2 separate regions of the Ovis aries genome follow, and region 2 is linked to region 1. The links are chromatin contacts, called in public Hi-C maps. All regions are on one chromosome and are shown on one strand. Each heading gives the region's core, a stretch centred on a gene start, on an enhancer-like site or on the middle of the called end of the contact. The rest is flanking DNA. Distances are from core to core; before and after follow the strand shown. Region 1 has its middle 100 kb from the start of SLC1A4. Region 2 overlaps SERTAD2 (SERTA domain containing 2).

Evidence for each region. Hi-C and Micro-C count contacts between places; a contact is called where the count stands out from the background.
Region 2: a contact with region 1 is called in a Hi-C map of liver, with 7 times the contacts expected there. The contact joins two enhancer-like sites. A contact is called at or near these places in 14 of 16 Hi-C or Micro-C datasets (blood, hypothalamus, liver and 7 more).

Annotation. Positions count from the first base shown.
Region 1 is chr3:43,434,561-43,441,914 of ARS-UI_Ramb_v3.0, forward strand. It overlaps the pseudogene LOC101118177. Among named protein-coding and RNA genes, the nearest start is that of SLC1A4, 100 kb to the left of the region's middle. Within about 2 kb of position 2,426, at least 15 of the 54 cell types and tissues checked have an H3K27ac peak or open chromatin away from gene starts, as enhancers often do. A contact at or near this core is called in hypothalamus and liver, where this site is marked.
Region 2 is chr3:43,664,930-43,671,919 of ARS-UI_Ramb_v3.0, forward strand. All of the region lies in intron 1 of SERTAD2 (SERTA domain containing 2), which reads left to right. Among named protein-coding and RNA genes, the nearest start is that of SERTAD2, 99 kb to the left of the region's middle. Within about 2 kb of position 3,057, at least 45 of the 54 cell types and tissues checked have an H3K27ac peak or open chromatin away from gene starts, as enhancers often do. A contact at or near this core is called in hypothalamus and liver, where this site is marked.

The sequences.
Region 1 (7,354 bases), core at 1,176-3,675:
CTATGTGGGGAGACTTTCAGAATCAAGTAACAGATGAGGAAAGCTCCTTTCAGTTAGTTCCCTCCAGGGACGTCTAACCAGGGTGACAACCATAATCACTGGAGAAATGGCAAAGGAATACTGATTCCTGGGCCCACCTCACATCATTGGGGTGGAGGCTAGCTCTTAAAGCTCCAGGTGCACTCTTGAGCTGCCAGGTTTAGGAGCCGCTGCCTCCTCTATCGCCATCTACCTATCCTACAGAGGCCCTCCGTCCTTAGGCAGCTTGGGATCACTTGGGGCATTTATTCATTTATTTAGGAACCTCATATCCTACAGTCCATGGGGTCGCAAAGAATCGAACACAACTGAGCAACTTCACTTTTAGCTCTGCTGGGTCTTAGTTGCAGCATGTGGGATCCAGTTCCCTGACCAGGGATTGAACCTGGGCGCCCTGCATTGGCAGTGGGGCAGAGTCTTAGTCACTGGACCACAAGGGAGCTCCCCAGCTCGATCCCTAGAGAGTCCAGTAACTGGAGATGGGGTAGACCTGGGATGGGCCCGGAACAAGTTCTGAACAAGCAACTCAGTTCACACTGCTGTAAGTGGCCCCGGACCAGCCTTTGTCTCGAGGGCTTAGTCTGAGTGTCAGAAAGAGATTTTAGGGCCCAACTCAGAATCAGCACAACCTTTGCCTTACTTCCCTTATCCTTTGAACAATCAGATCCCTTCTTGGGAATGGAAATTTATAATCCAGAGTTTATAAATCATTTGATTTGAAGGTGACAGTCTCCCCGCCCCCCAATCCCAGAAAGGTGAATTCCAAGAAGATCCTAGTCTTCTCAAACTCCAACCGCTCCCTTCTCAAGTGCCACTGGCTCCCTTCACCACACTGGACAACCATCCGTCTACTCTGCACCTATGTCTATATGTATACACATCCATCTTTCCAAAGAACCAGGCTAAAGGTGCAACAGGCAGGAAAAATAGGGGGACAGATTTATGAACTCAGCTTTCTTCATACCAGGGGCCCCACTCCCACCTTCTCCAGCTCTGTAGAGGATATTTTAGTCCCATCACCACACAAAAAAAGAAATGTTAATTATGAGATATGATGGAAATATTAACTAATGCTGTGATGGCAATGGTTTTGTAATATGTAAGTATCAAATCAGCATGTTGAACACCTTGGTTTCATCCAAGGAAAAGAAAAACTGTCAAAAGCCCTCAAAGTGAAATTCAAAGATGCCACTTTGTTATTTTGATTATCTTGAGCTGAAGGCACTTAAAAAACAGCAAAGGCAGGGAGAAGCTTTCTCCAAACTCCTCTTTATCTGCCTAAGACAGACCCTCCAGAAGGAACTTAACTGTCATAAATCCCTTCCCGGGGAGTTTCACCAACAGGGAAGATGGTCACAGCAGAGGACACTGGAAGTCCACCCCACACTGAGACAAACGTCAGAAACTATCACATCTCCCATCTGTTCTTCAAAGGCCCATCCACCTTTCTCCTCAATTGCCCCTTCCCTATTAAGAAGGTAGATAAACTCTCAAATCTATCTCTTTTCTAGGTTTTCTTTTTTCCTGTGATATCCCTGTTGATGTCATGTTAAAAGTCAAGAAATGTGTATACCGTTCCTCTTGTTGGGCTTCCCTGCAACTGATTGCAAGAATTCATCTGCAATGCGGGAGACCTGGGTTCGATCCCCAGCTTGGGATGATCCCCCTGGAGAAGGGAATGCCTACCCACTCCAGTCTTCTGGCCTGGAGAATTCCATGGACAGAGGAGCCTGGCAGGCTATAGTCCTTGGGGTCACAAAAAGTCAGACAGGACTGAGCAACTTTCACTTCCTCTTGTTAATCTGCTTGTTGTAAATTGATCTCATAGACCCAGCTGTGGAACCTAGGAGAACAGAGGAAAAAGTCTTTCCTTTCCTACACCCTCCTCCATGTCGTCTTTCTTTTCTTTGAGACTGCATGGACTATAGCCCGCCAGGCTCCTCTGTCCATGGAATTCTCTAGGCAAGAATACTGGGGTGGGTAGTCATTCCCTGCTCCAGGGGATCTTTCTGACCCAGGGATCGAACCCAGGTCTTGTGCTTTGCAGGCAGATTCTTTACCATCTGAGCTGTCAGGGAAGCCCCTTTCTTTCATCAGACCACTCCGAGTTGTCTGCTAGGTGTTAGAGATACTAAGCTGAAAGTGGAACATGGGTCAGGCCTCAGGGAGTGGAGAGGAGAGACAATGCTAAACCAACAGCTTTGGGGAGAGCTCGGCCTGCTCCCCAGGATCCTGGCCCATCTCCATGCACTGAGTGGGGGAGGGTGCAAGGAGTGACTAAGGATATTTCTGGGAAAAAGGATTCACCCGTGGCAACTTCTCAGCACCTACAGGAGGGGCAGTTTCAAGGACAGCACGCTTCTGTGTCCTGGAGTGCCAGCATCTTTGTGAGCGTAGGCTCTTCCGTTCTTCATATTATGCTCCGCGTGCTCTGTAGGAGGCAGTGCTGTTGTCTCCATTTTACAGACGAAGAAACTGAAACTCAGAGAGATGAATCAGCTTGCTAAATGCCTCAGGAAGAGACGCTGGAAGCAAACCGCAGCTCTGTCTGACTTCAGAGCCCTTTTTGTAACAGCTCTACAGAGACAGGCTTCACTGAAGGGGCTGGTAAAAACGGACAGGGCCGTTTCCCTGGCACCTCAGTGGAGCCCTGAAAACACCAGGTGTCGTCAGCAGAGCTGGCAGCTGGGGCCCCCCCTGGGGTCAGTCGTGTTGGGAGGGGCTTTGGGGCAGCTGTGGAAGACGGCGCTGGTGGCCTCAGCAGTCCTGGTGGGCAGCCAGCCGTCCCCTCATGGCACGATAACTGATATTTATTGGACACTTACCGTGTGCCAGACACCGTGTAAGTACTTAACGTGGATTAACTTATTTAATATTTACAACAACTCCCACTTTTACGGATTAGGAAACCGAGGTAAGGCAACTTTCTCGGGTCAGCCTCTGATAAATGTGGAGCCAAGATCTGAACCCAGGCACGTTGACGGCTGGCTTGTGTGCTTCAGCTGTGCTCTGTTGAATGTCCTGGGGGCGGAGAAGGGATTTAGTATCTTGACGTGTTTACTTACGGGTAGTGTGCCCAGGGAAGAAGAGGGCCAGTGTGTGCAAAAATGACGACAATACTTTGCACTCCCTCCACCAGGAGCTGAAGTCCGTTCCCCACTTCTCAAGTTAGGGCTGGCCTCCTGACTCACTTTGACCAAGAGAATGTGGCCACAGGAGACGGGCTGGTTCCCAGCCCAGGCCTCCAGAAGCCTTGTGGCTTCTGCTCTCCCTGTCCGTGGAACCTCGCCACTACAGCAAGAAGTCTGGGGCAGGCTCCCCTGCTGGGTGAGAGGTACTTGGCCCGTCACCCTGTCACCCTTTCACCACAGCTGACAGCCTGCTAACCACCTGATGAGCGGATGAGGCTGTCCTACGCCATCCAGCGACCTGCCGGCTCACCACAGACACAGGCCCAGGCCCAGCAGAGCCAGGCTGGACACTGCCCCCACTGACCCACAGAGGCAGGAGCTAATAAGTACACGTTTCTTGTTTTCAGCCACTGGGTGGCTTGTGTGTAGCAATAGATACAGCAGAAAATACCCCAAAGAGAAGGAAGGTATGAAGTTGGAGGAATTCCCACCAGATAGTATAGGTAAGTGGAAACCCCTCAGGCAGGGAAAAGAGATTCGGAGGAAAGGGAGCGGGGCAGGGGAGCACCTGCCTGGCTCCTCAGAAACCCAGCACCCTCACCTCTTCTGGCTTCCCCCAGGCAGGGGAGGGGCCAAACTCTCCGGAGAGAAACTCCAGAGAGACAGGAAGCTGAAGCAGTGGTCTGCTCCTGTGTGTGTATGTGTGCGGGGGTGAAGGGGGTGGGCATGTCTGCAGTCAGCGTGAGGCGGCCACCTCTTGGCAGACATGCTGGTGTTGCTGTAGGGCAGAGAGAACCCAAGGCAGTCTGTGAACCTGGTATTCTGGGCACCACCGACGCCAAGCTCCGGCTGTTCCCGTGAAAGTAGCTCTGATCCAGACAATAAACTGTGTGAGCCTAACCACAAGCAGCAGATACAAGAATAAGGAAAAGCAAGAAAAGGGGAAAAACCTTTAGGATGTATTCATACAAGGAACAAGAAAACTTGGGGCAAACTGCAATAGAGGGAATGGCCACTGAGAGGAGGCGGGGGCTAAAAGAACACTGCTGTTCAGACTACAAAAGGATGCCCCTGGGATTAAAGCAGGGGAAAAAGGATTTAATGATACTTGGTAAATGTCACCAGCATGTAAAATCTACATATTATGGTGTAATCACGCTTTTTGGTGATGATAGTGGTGATTTCACTTGCCCACGTTTTAAAAATCACCCTTCTCGAACGCTTTGAGGATTTTAAAAAGAATCAAATCTTTCAGGTAAGGGATGGTGCTGTATCCATACAATTTCAAGCAGCCTTTGAGAATGGGACAAGAGTTTTTCTTTTAAGTTAGACCCTTCCCGGGGCTCTGGGCCTGGGCCCAAGCCTGAAACCACAAAAAGCATTTCCCAGCACCCTGGCGACGCTCACCTTGAATTCCCTTCCTGCCAAGTTGCCCCAGTGTTTCCCAGACTTGGGGAAGCCGCTCTCGAGACCGCCCGGCCTCGGAGCCTGGGGGTGGGGGCGACCGATCCCCCCACACACACACACCGCACGGCCACCAGAGGGCGCTGCTCTGTCGCCGGGAGCGCCGCGGCCGCCTGGGCGTGTGGCCTGGCGAGGGCAATTTTGTGTTGTTTAAATGCCAGCATTGATTGCTCACTCCTTTCCCAACATGTTTCCAATTTACCCGGTATCTCTTCTACGTGAAAAACTCAAGAACAACAACAACAAAAATGCATACTTTAGTTCCAGAATAAGCAAAAGGGGTTTTACACGAAATGCAGTTTTGTTCCAGAAGCCTCTGGGACCAGGGCAGAGCAGCCAGCAGGGGCTCTCCGGACGCTGCTCGCCGGTTAGGGCAGAGGCACGTGGACACAAACCCACCGAACCTCGGCCCTGTAAATGCTCTCGCCAGCAACCCACCAGCCCGCAGCTTTCCGCTCCAGAGCACCGGTTCGTCTCCGGCCAAGTTCAGAAGCTGGTGGCCGAAGAGGGTGCCGCGCGGGACCACGGAGGAGCCAGCCGGGGTCCGGAGCAGGCGGCGAGCCCCGGCTTCCCGCCCGGCGGCGCCCCGGGAGCGGAGGCTCGCAGGCGGGGATGGGGATGGGCCGGGGGCACGGGGGTATGGACGACCATGGCGCGCGGGGCAGCTGTACCCGCACAGGGTGAAGGCGGGGAAGCAGCGGTAGGAAGACGAGGAGGGGCGCAGAGAGAGAGTCCAGTCTGATGGGGGTGGCGGGGATGGCCCCGCCGGTTTGGGTGGGAGCCTGACCGCCACAAATACAAGTCCTAGGCAAGAGACTTGAAGATGCGTTTGGTTGAGGGAAGGTGTCTAGAAGAGAAAGCTCCTAATCCTGGAGTGGGGGCCGGGGCGGCGGCGGCGAGCGGGGAAGGTGTCTGATTGACAGCTAGATTCTGTTTTTCAGACCAGAAAAAAAAAAGAAAAAAGAAAAAAAAAAATCCCCTGTCCCCTGGGGAGATTTCTCAGTCACTTTCCTCCTGCAGGAAACTGCTTCTTGTTGGAGCCTCCTGGGGCTGGCAGAGTTAAAATCCTTTAACCCAGGATGCCTTGGGCCTTTTGTTCCGCTCTGACAATGGAATTGGGTGGAGGGGGCTGGGAAGGCAAGGGGCTGGATCTAGGGTGTATCCGTGGGGTGGAGGGTCTGGTGAAGCTGTGTTCAATCACAGGGTGAAAAAAGGCAATTTGGTCGTATGTGTGTGCGTTTTCGGCGAAGGTGTAAGGAAGCCTAAGGCACGGGGCACCAGCTCGTTAACACATGTGGTTGAGTGCCTGCTGTGTAGCTCAGCAAACCTTTAATTACTCAGGAAGATCTTCCAAAACTAGAAACTCAATTTTGGTCCCTGAAAGGCTTGATAATGGGTTTTTCTTGCATCTCAATCCAAGGGGACAGATCTCCCACTCCCCTGGGCTCCCAGATTCTTCTAGATGTTTTGGCTTCTAAAACTGTCCTCCCATGGGACAGTGCTTAGTAAAGGACACTCAGACACATAAACCCTTCAAGCATATTAATCATTTGAAACCATTGCTTTGAACCTATCATGTCCTTGAGTCATAATCATCGGCAGCACCCACTAACTCAAAGGACTTGGAGGGAGGCATTCAAGGCCTCTCACCATGCTGACTTTTCTCCTCCCACTCCCCACCTGCTTCCTCCCCTGTAGCCAGCCTGGCCTCTCACTGCCCCTTGATATATCTTGGCTTCTCAGCCTCCCTATCTCTGGCCTTGCAGTTGCCTTCCTGGCCATCTAGCTGGTCACTTCCTTCTCCATTCAGTTCTGGCTGCAGTCAGTCAATATACATTTACAGAGAGCCGCCCGCCCCCACCCCCACCTCACCATGTGCAAGGCGTGTTCTGGCCCTGGAAATATATCAGAGACCAAGACAGATGCCTGCCCTTAAAGATTTTTTGCCTTAATGGAAGAGAATAAAGCCAGACAGTTTCACATGTTGATAAGTAGCTAATCAATGGAATAGAGTAGGGATGGGGGTGGGGTTAGTTAGTGCTGCCTTATTTAGCCAGGAAAGGCCTCTTTAAGACCTTCTGAGCAGGAAGAAGAGCTCCAAGCAGAAGGGATAGTGATGCAAAAGCCCTGAGGCAGGAATGCACTTAAGCTCAGGAGGTACCTTTGAAGGCCATTGTCACTGGAGCAATGTGAACAAGGAGATTTCCAGGGCTCTTGAAATATAGGCAAAGACTAGACCATCATGTCGTCATGGGTCAAAATAAGGGGTGTGGATTTTATTTTGGTTGCAGTGGGAAACCTCTGTAGGATTTTAAGCCAGGAGAAAAGATTCCACTTACTCTTTAGAAAGATGGCTCTGGCTGCTTGGCAGAGCAGGGACTAGAAGCAGAAGAGAACAGTAAAGATGCGGTTGCAGATGTCCTGGCAAGAGTAGGTAACGGCAGGTTTGTGGCTATGGAGATGGTGAGGTCTCTGGAGCTATCACAAGGATGACTCTTTCGTTTTTAGGATAACTGGATGGACAGATTGCCCATGTTGAGGGGAGGGGAAGATCAGCAGTTCCGTTTTGGCCATGCCAGTACCTATCAGATGTCAGGTGGATATGTGTAGACAGGTTTGAGTCTGGAATTCGGGGGCATCTCTCCTTCAGGTTTAAATTTGACATCTAGCATATGGATAGTATTCAAAACCGTGGGTTTGGATCATTCCGTTTAGAGAAA
Region 2 (6,990 bases), core at 1,807-4,306, 230 kb after region 1:
AAGAGTCAGACATGACTGAGTGACTTTACTTACTTAAATTTTAATACTCATATGTCATATTATAGAAATGTGGTAGTTTTCTTTTTAGGGATAGTTTTCTTTTGAGGAATTCAGATTTAGACTATATACAATGCTTAGACTTACTCAATGAGTAAGTAAATAAAGAATATTTCTCTGGTTTTTCTCTTTAGATTGCATGTAGAAGTTAGAAGATAAAGTAAGTTCTGTATTTTTGAGGAATATAAAGTATGTCTTCTTTTAAGTGATTTTTCACAGTATTGAAGCATTACCAATTTTAAAATAGAGGAGATTAAAAATTAATAATACCCCTTAAAAACACTTTTATAAAAACACTCCCTAATGTAGCATACTTAGTTTTTGTTAGTTTTATTCAGTGACAAGTTAGTTGGCTAACAAAACCTAGAAGGTAGTAATGTTTTGTTTTAATTAAGATGAAATTTTATTTTCACAGATTTGTTTTAGCAAATTATGTTTACCTGTGTTGGTGCGACTGTTTTATGTATCTGAAGGCCTTCTTTTAAAAAAAAAAAAAAACACCATCACATACTTTTGGCAAAGTATTTGGTTTCAACCCTAAGCCTTTTCCCCTCTGACATTGTTTATTAAGGGTCTCTAGTGTGAGCAGAAAAACAAGGTATCTTTGGGGAAAAGATAGTACAGGAGAGTTGAAACCAGAATCCCATCCAAGCAATTATAAGTACTGGAGAAAAAAATGTTTTCATTATGCAGGGGAATGGGGGTGGGACAAGGCTGGTTGGCCTTTACTGGCATATAATCTTAAGGGAAAGAAATTCAAATCTAAGAAGTCCTTCCCTTAATGGTAATGAGGCTTTAGATTCAGCATGCTAAAGCTGAGTTCCTAACAATAAATTAGTGTGGAATAGCATCATAATTTTTAATGTCTATAATAATATTTATAAAAATAATATTATAATGGTTCATATTTACCAAGTTTCCTGTGGAAAGATTGGTGATAATAGTTCGTCTCTTATGAACATACAATACCATAGAACTTCAATACCTCAAACAGTGGTGTAATTTGTAATTTCCATAGGGAGAATTCCAGCAAGTTATATAATCAACTTGCTTCATGATCTCTCTAAGGTTACCAGTGTTTTACAATTTAACGGCTCCTCCCCAATATTCTTTATGAAGTTTTCCCAAAAAACTGCCAGAAGCCATTTCTGTTCAGTGTGGAGGCAATTTCCTGTTATTACAAAGCAATTGGATTGTTGAAGGCTTTTCTATCCTAGTAAAATTCCTACTGCTAACCTTGATACTCATTGTGTGGTTGGAGATCACTTTAGGACCCCCACTGGAAATTCTGAACTACTGGATTCTCCCAGTCCACATCTTATGACTCAGGTTGTATGTTTGTTGTGTGTGTTCTTGCTTCAGGAATCCTCCAGGGATTTTAGTCATGGATTTTGAAACATCAGTGTTACTTATATACAGACAACAACCTTTTCTTTATACAATATTTCCAGATTTTGAACCATAGCATAATATAGTGTGGTCTTGGCAGGGCTCTTGGCTTGCCAAGCAGTGTCCTATGGAGACCTGAATTAGGGAACAGTCTTGGAAATGTGTATACTTTGAGATCTGTAGATAGAAATTGTGGTGAATAATCAGAATTCAGGAGTGCCTGTTGCTCTCCTGCGCCCCCTTGTGGTTAGATGTGATACTCTCAAAGCTCAAGAGGAGCTCCAACTTGCAGTGGGCATGCTTGTTTACAAAGAGCATTTATAGCGTTTTCTGAGTAAAATAGCCTATCAAGTTAATATCATAGTTCTCACTGAGGGTGTAAATAGTTCATTGTGTTTGTTTGACTTTTTCTAAATTTGTAGAATTTAAAAAATATGTATTGATGTGTGTGTACATGTTTTACCTTTTTCTTATGGAAAATTCCAAACACACTCAAAAATAGAGAGAGTACAGTGCATCCCCTTGTGCTCATCATTGGGCTTTAACAGTCATCAATATTTTGTCAGTCTTGTTTCATCTTCATGGTCTTTTTTTTTCTAGAGTATTTTAAAGCCTATTCCAGGCTTAGAATCTTTTTTTTTTTTTTTTTTTGCTTATCTTAAATTTAGAAACTGTATAATTCGGCTCAGTCTTTTGCTTTAGGTGTGCAGTGCTTTTAGTCAAAATTGTTACGTAAACTAAGGATTGTAAACATCCTCAGTATCTTTGGAAGGTGACTGATGTCCCTAGCTTCCTAAGAGTTAGGTCTGAAACCTAAAGTTCCCAGCTGGCTGAGGAACCAGTAAGACAGGATATTAGAAATATTTTCTATTACTTAACAGTTACAGTCTAAAAAACCTGTTTCTTTACAATGTTTATTAACAAGGCCATAATTTATTCCTAAGAAATATTCACTTGAAATATTATCTCGCAGGATTTGTTTGCTAAATGCAGTTATCAACATTTGAGAATGTCCTTTTCTTTTTCCAAGAGGAAAGGTTATGTTTGACAAACCAGTCAGAAACCGTCTGCAATTTCATAGAAGTAGATAAAAGTCCTAGGAGGGAAGGCAAGAGTTTCTTACATCCCCAAACAGTAAAAGCTGTTGACTTCGAGGTTGACTTCCTGGCCGAATTTCGGTTTGTCTCCAGGCTTTAAGACGCTGTCGAGAAAGCCCGGGGATTGTTCGCTGCGGGACCCGTCCGACTGGAGTCTGATCGCGGATGCGCGGCCGCGCGCTACCCGCGGCAGAGAGCGCCGCCAGGAGAGCCCGGGGAGGCGCCTCCGCAAACAGTGGTGTCGGGTTACAGCCTCGGAGCCGCGCCGAGCGCGCCTAACTGGCTAGATCTAGTGACTGGCTTCATAATTACATTGCTGATTTGTTAGGGAAGGCTTTGTCTTACTTAGCAATTAGCATGGATGTTACTGCAGGGACCTCATCCTGGATGAGCTTGGGCTTAAAAAAAGAAAAAGAAAAAAGAAAACTTCCCCGATAGGGGCAGCTTTAGGGGTTCAGTTACTCACCCTCCCTTGTCTTCTGGGAGTAAACACGCAGAGGCTTTCTCCCTGTTGGAATTTTGCCCGTGTTTCTGCCATTCCCGGAGGCCGGAAGCAGTCGCTTTGGGGTCTGCAGGCAGCCTCGGGGAGTGCTGACCCCCGCATGGCCTCCCGGAGGCTCACCCCCAGGAACTGGGGAACTGCACGGGTCACAGTGCATGGAACACCCCCGCTGGCAGATCCTTGCAGGCACCCCACTTTCTTTTTAAAATTAATTTATTTTAATTGGAGGATAATTACAATATTGTGATGCTTTTTGCCATACATCAACATGAATCAACCATGGGTATACATATGTGTTCCCCCCATCCTGAACCCCCTCTCCCACTTCCCTACCCACTATCCCTCTAGGTTGTCCCAGAGCACTGGCTTTGGGAGTACCCCACTTTCTGTCAGCTCTCTCCCAGATCTGCCAGCATCCCCCCGCCCATGTCCCTTCAGGGTGTCCTAAGTCGTGTCCCCCAACCCCCACCCCGTGGCTTCTGCTGTTACCTGGGGGAGGAAGGATGTCAAAAGCATAGCCATTATCAGATTCCTGAATGTTGGATGTTTATTAAGGTGTAATATTTTAGCAGTATAGAAAGTTGTCTAAGGGAACCTGGCTTCCCCTGTGGAACAAGGAGGGGGCCTCTCCTTCCTGCCCGGGAGGTGCTGTGTGACCAGCTGACAAAAGAGCTCTTCCCAGAGTTCGCCGGAGGCTGGTGGCAGGCGTCCTGGTCAGGAGCAGGGGCTCTCCACTTGGACCACCTCAAGAGCAGGACCCAAAGCATACCCTGAGGCAGGCGTCAGAGGGGAGAGATGAGAATATTCTGTGTTTCAGAAGTTGTCTCACCGGCATTTGTAGCCAGCCTCTCTCCTGCTCTGGAGAGACTGTCAGCCCACTCAGTAGTTTTGCCAGGGGCAACTTCTTTCTTCTTCCACTGCCCCCGAAAGAAACTGAAAGTGTGCGCGTGTTTCCATTTACAGGACTTTAACTTTGGGTTTGGCGGCTCAGGATGTCTGAATGAGGAAATAGCTTCTGCTAGCCTGCTTGAAGACACTCGTCACACATCATAGCTTCTTTTTTCTTCAAACTGGGTAGCTCTGTGAGGGAAAGTTATCATTCTGAGTCATTAGCGTTACTGTGAACGCCTCGTTTTTATGGTTTTTAGTGTTAGCATGGGCACTGCTGGACCCTTCAGCAGCCCGTAGTCACCAGCAGTCACACAGGACGGTGTGGTTGGGGAGACCCGGGACTGAGCCTTTCACTTGAGAGCTGTTAACTAGTGACACAGGCATAGCAGGCCAGCGGCTCATCGAACAGCAGACGCCAGCCTCTTCAGCCTGGTGAGGACGTAGAGTGAGACACGCTCCCGGGGAGCCCAGGGCCCCACTAGGAACTACCCTCCCCTGATGGCAGACACCAGGACTGAGCTGTGCCCTGTAAACTGACTGTTGAGACATGTCACTTACTCGTGAAGCCCGCTACACTCCTGAGAAAGGAACACCCTGGCTTTCTACTTGTCACTTACTGGTCCAAAAGGAAATTGGAACAAGCTCTTGAAAATGTACACAAGGTGCAAACCATCCAGCCTTGAGGTGTTTTAAAGTAATAAATTTCAGGATTCCCCCGTGTGCCCTGCCTCTGTGTGTGGACAAACGAGTGTTTGTGAGCATCGGGTGGTGCGGAGCTGGGAGCTGTTTCCACGTCTGCCCTGGTGTGCTGGCCGCTTGCTGCCCCTCCTGGCTGCCTCTTTGATCATATGGTCAGTCTTAGCTTCCCCAGTGATTTCCTCCCTTCAGAAATTGGAACTAAGCTATCAATCCTGACCTTCTTTTAAAACACCTTTTGCAGCATTTATTCCCTTGGATACTGAGTAGGATTTTCCTTCTGGAGGGTTTTCCTTCTGTTTGGGGGGCTAAACTGAGTTAAAGTCTTTTGCATCTTTTTTTGACCCCGCCCCCCCCTACTAAGAAAGCCAGCCCCCATGGTGGGCTGGGGCAGGCTCCCAGTTTGGGCCTCTCATAAGCCCCGGCGATGATGCTGCCCTCAGGGGTCGCGCACAGCCCCTCCGTGCTCCTATCAAGTCAGCGGCCCCCAGGCTCTGGGCCTCTAGGAAGCACTAGTGGCCACAGCAGGCTGCAGGTTAAAACAGTGGGTTTTGTTGTTGTTAGTGGGGATGACAGAAGTGGTGGTTTGCAAAAGTGGATTTAATATTGTTAATTTTAAAATCCTAATTAGTTCGTGGGGAACCTGGTGCTCAGCCATTTGTAGACAGCCTTTTGGGCTGGGGTTTTGTATGGAGCAAAGCAGCTCTCTTGCTGCGAGCTATTGAAAGTCAGCCCTCGACATAAGTGTTTGTATTATCAAAATAACAAAAAAAAGGAGGGGAAAAAGAAAATCATAACATTTATTTTGACAGTTCAAATAATATTAAAGGACAGTGTTGTAAACAGTTTTTCTAAGACATAGCTTTAAAATAATTGAAAAAACACTGAGTTTAAGAGAACTATTTTCATTGCTTGTTTTTTTTTCTTTTTTTCTTTTAAATGTTTGCATCTTTTTCCTGTAGTGCTTTAAAAATATAAAAGCTATGAAATGCTCCTTTTAGCACATGGGTACTATTTCAGTTTCTCTTTGGACACTGGGCCTCACTACCATTCACTCTGATCACAGCAAGAAGAACCTAGGCCCCAGTGAGCTGGTGGTATTGCATGTATCAGTCTGAGAAATTGAGTTTTATCATTAAAATTGAGCTTAGGACATCTTACTTCTGCATGTAGTCTTTCTTTTTTGATGTCTGTTGCCATCAGAAAGCTACTCATTCTGTTTCCTTATCTGTTTAGGCACAAATAGGGAAGCAGTTTAGACTCAGATTTAATTGAGTAAAGGTATTCTCAGGCTTAAATATGAAATAGCTGGATGGGGGAAAAAGGAAGTCGTGGTTGTCAAAATGAGGTCCCTAGACCAGCATCACCTGGAAACTTGCTGAAAATATAGATCTCGGTCCTCCACACCAGACCAAATGAATGAGAATCTGGGACAATGGGGGGTGGGGGGAGCATTCTTTTACCAGGCCCCCTTTGTGAATCTGATGCTCACTCAAGTTTGACAACTGAAGAATGAGAGAGGCACGCACATCTTTCTGAATGCAGGTGGGCACTGCCCACCCTCAGTGCCTCAGGTCCCGACAGATCTCCTTACTTAACACCTGCCCTGTACAGCTGTGCCCTCTGAGGTTCGTTCAGCCTTCCCCTTGGTCATACCCTCCCTTCACGCCAAGTTTACACTCAGAGCCAAAGACACATCTCTGTTTTTGTTTTACAGTCCTTCTCTGGCTATCCCTCAATGTCTTTTCTCATTCTTTCCATTTACTATTCATCCAGCCGCTATTTCTGAAGCATCTTCTGTGTGTCAGGGACTGCCTTACCCTGAGGATACAGAGATGAACAGAACTGTCTAAAACCCTCAGACAGCTTACCGTCTGGGGTGGGACATGTACACTGAGAGGCAATCCTGCCTTAAATATAAACCTCAAATCCTATCTCTGGAAGTCTCCCTCCAGTCACCTAGTCTGTACTGATCTCTGACTCCTGACTGTGGGAGCCATTAGAATCTGGAATTGCAAACCCCCAAATAATATCTTTTCCTGCTTCTCTGGTTCTTTCTCTTCTGAGGAATCGCCTAGTGAAATTACTGTTGACCACCTGCCCTGGGCAGATTTGTAGCACTTGAGGGCAGGGTCCTTTCTAGTGAAAGTGGCTCCACTGAAAGCCAGGTTTGATATCTGGAGAGTTTTATTCACTATTAAACTTCCTGGAAAACTCCCGCAGAGAAGTGTTCATTTGTATTCCTTCCTATGAGTTTTTGTTCTCTCTTTTCAAAACTTAGATTGCTGCAGTTAATACTTGCCAAAATTTATGTTAAGCAAATCAGAATGTTAGGGGTTTGTTTCTAACAAGCTTATT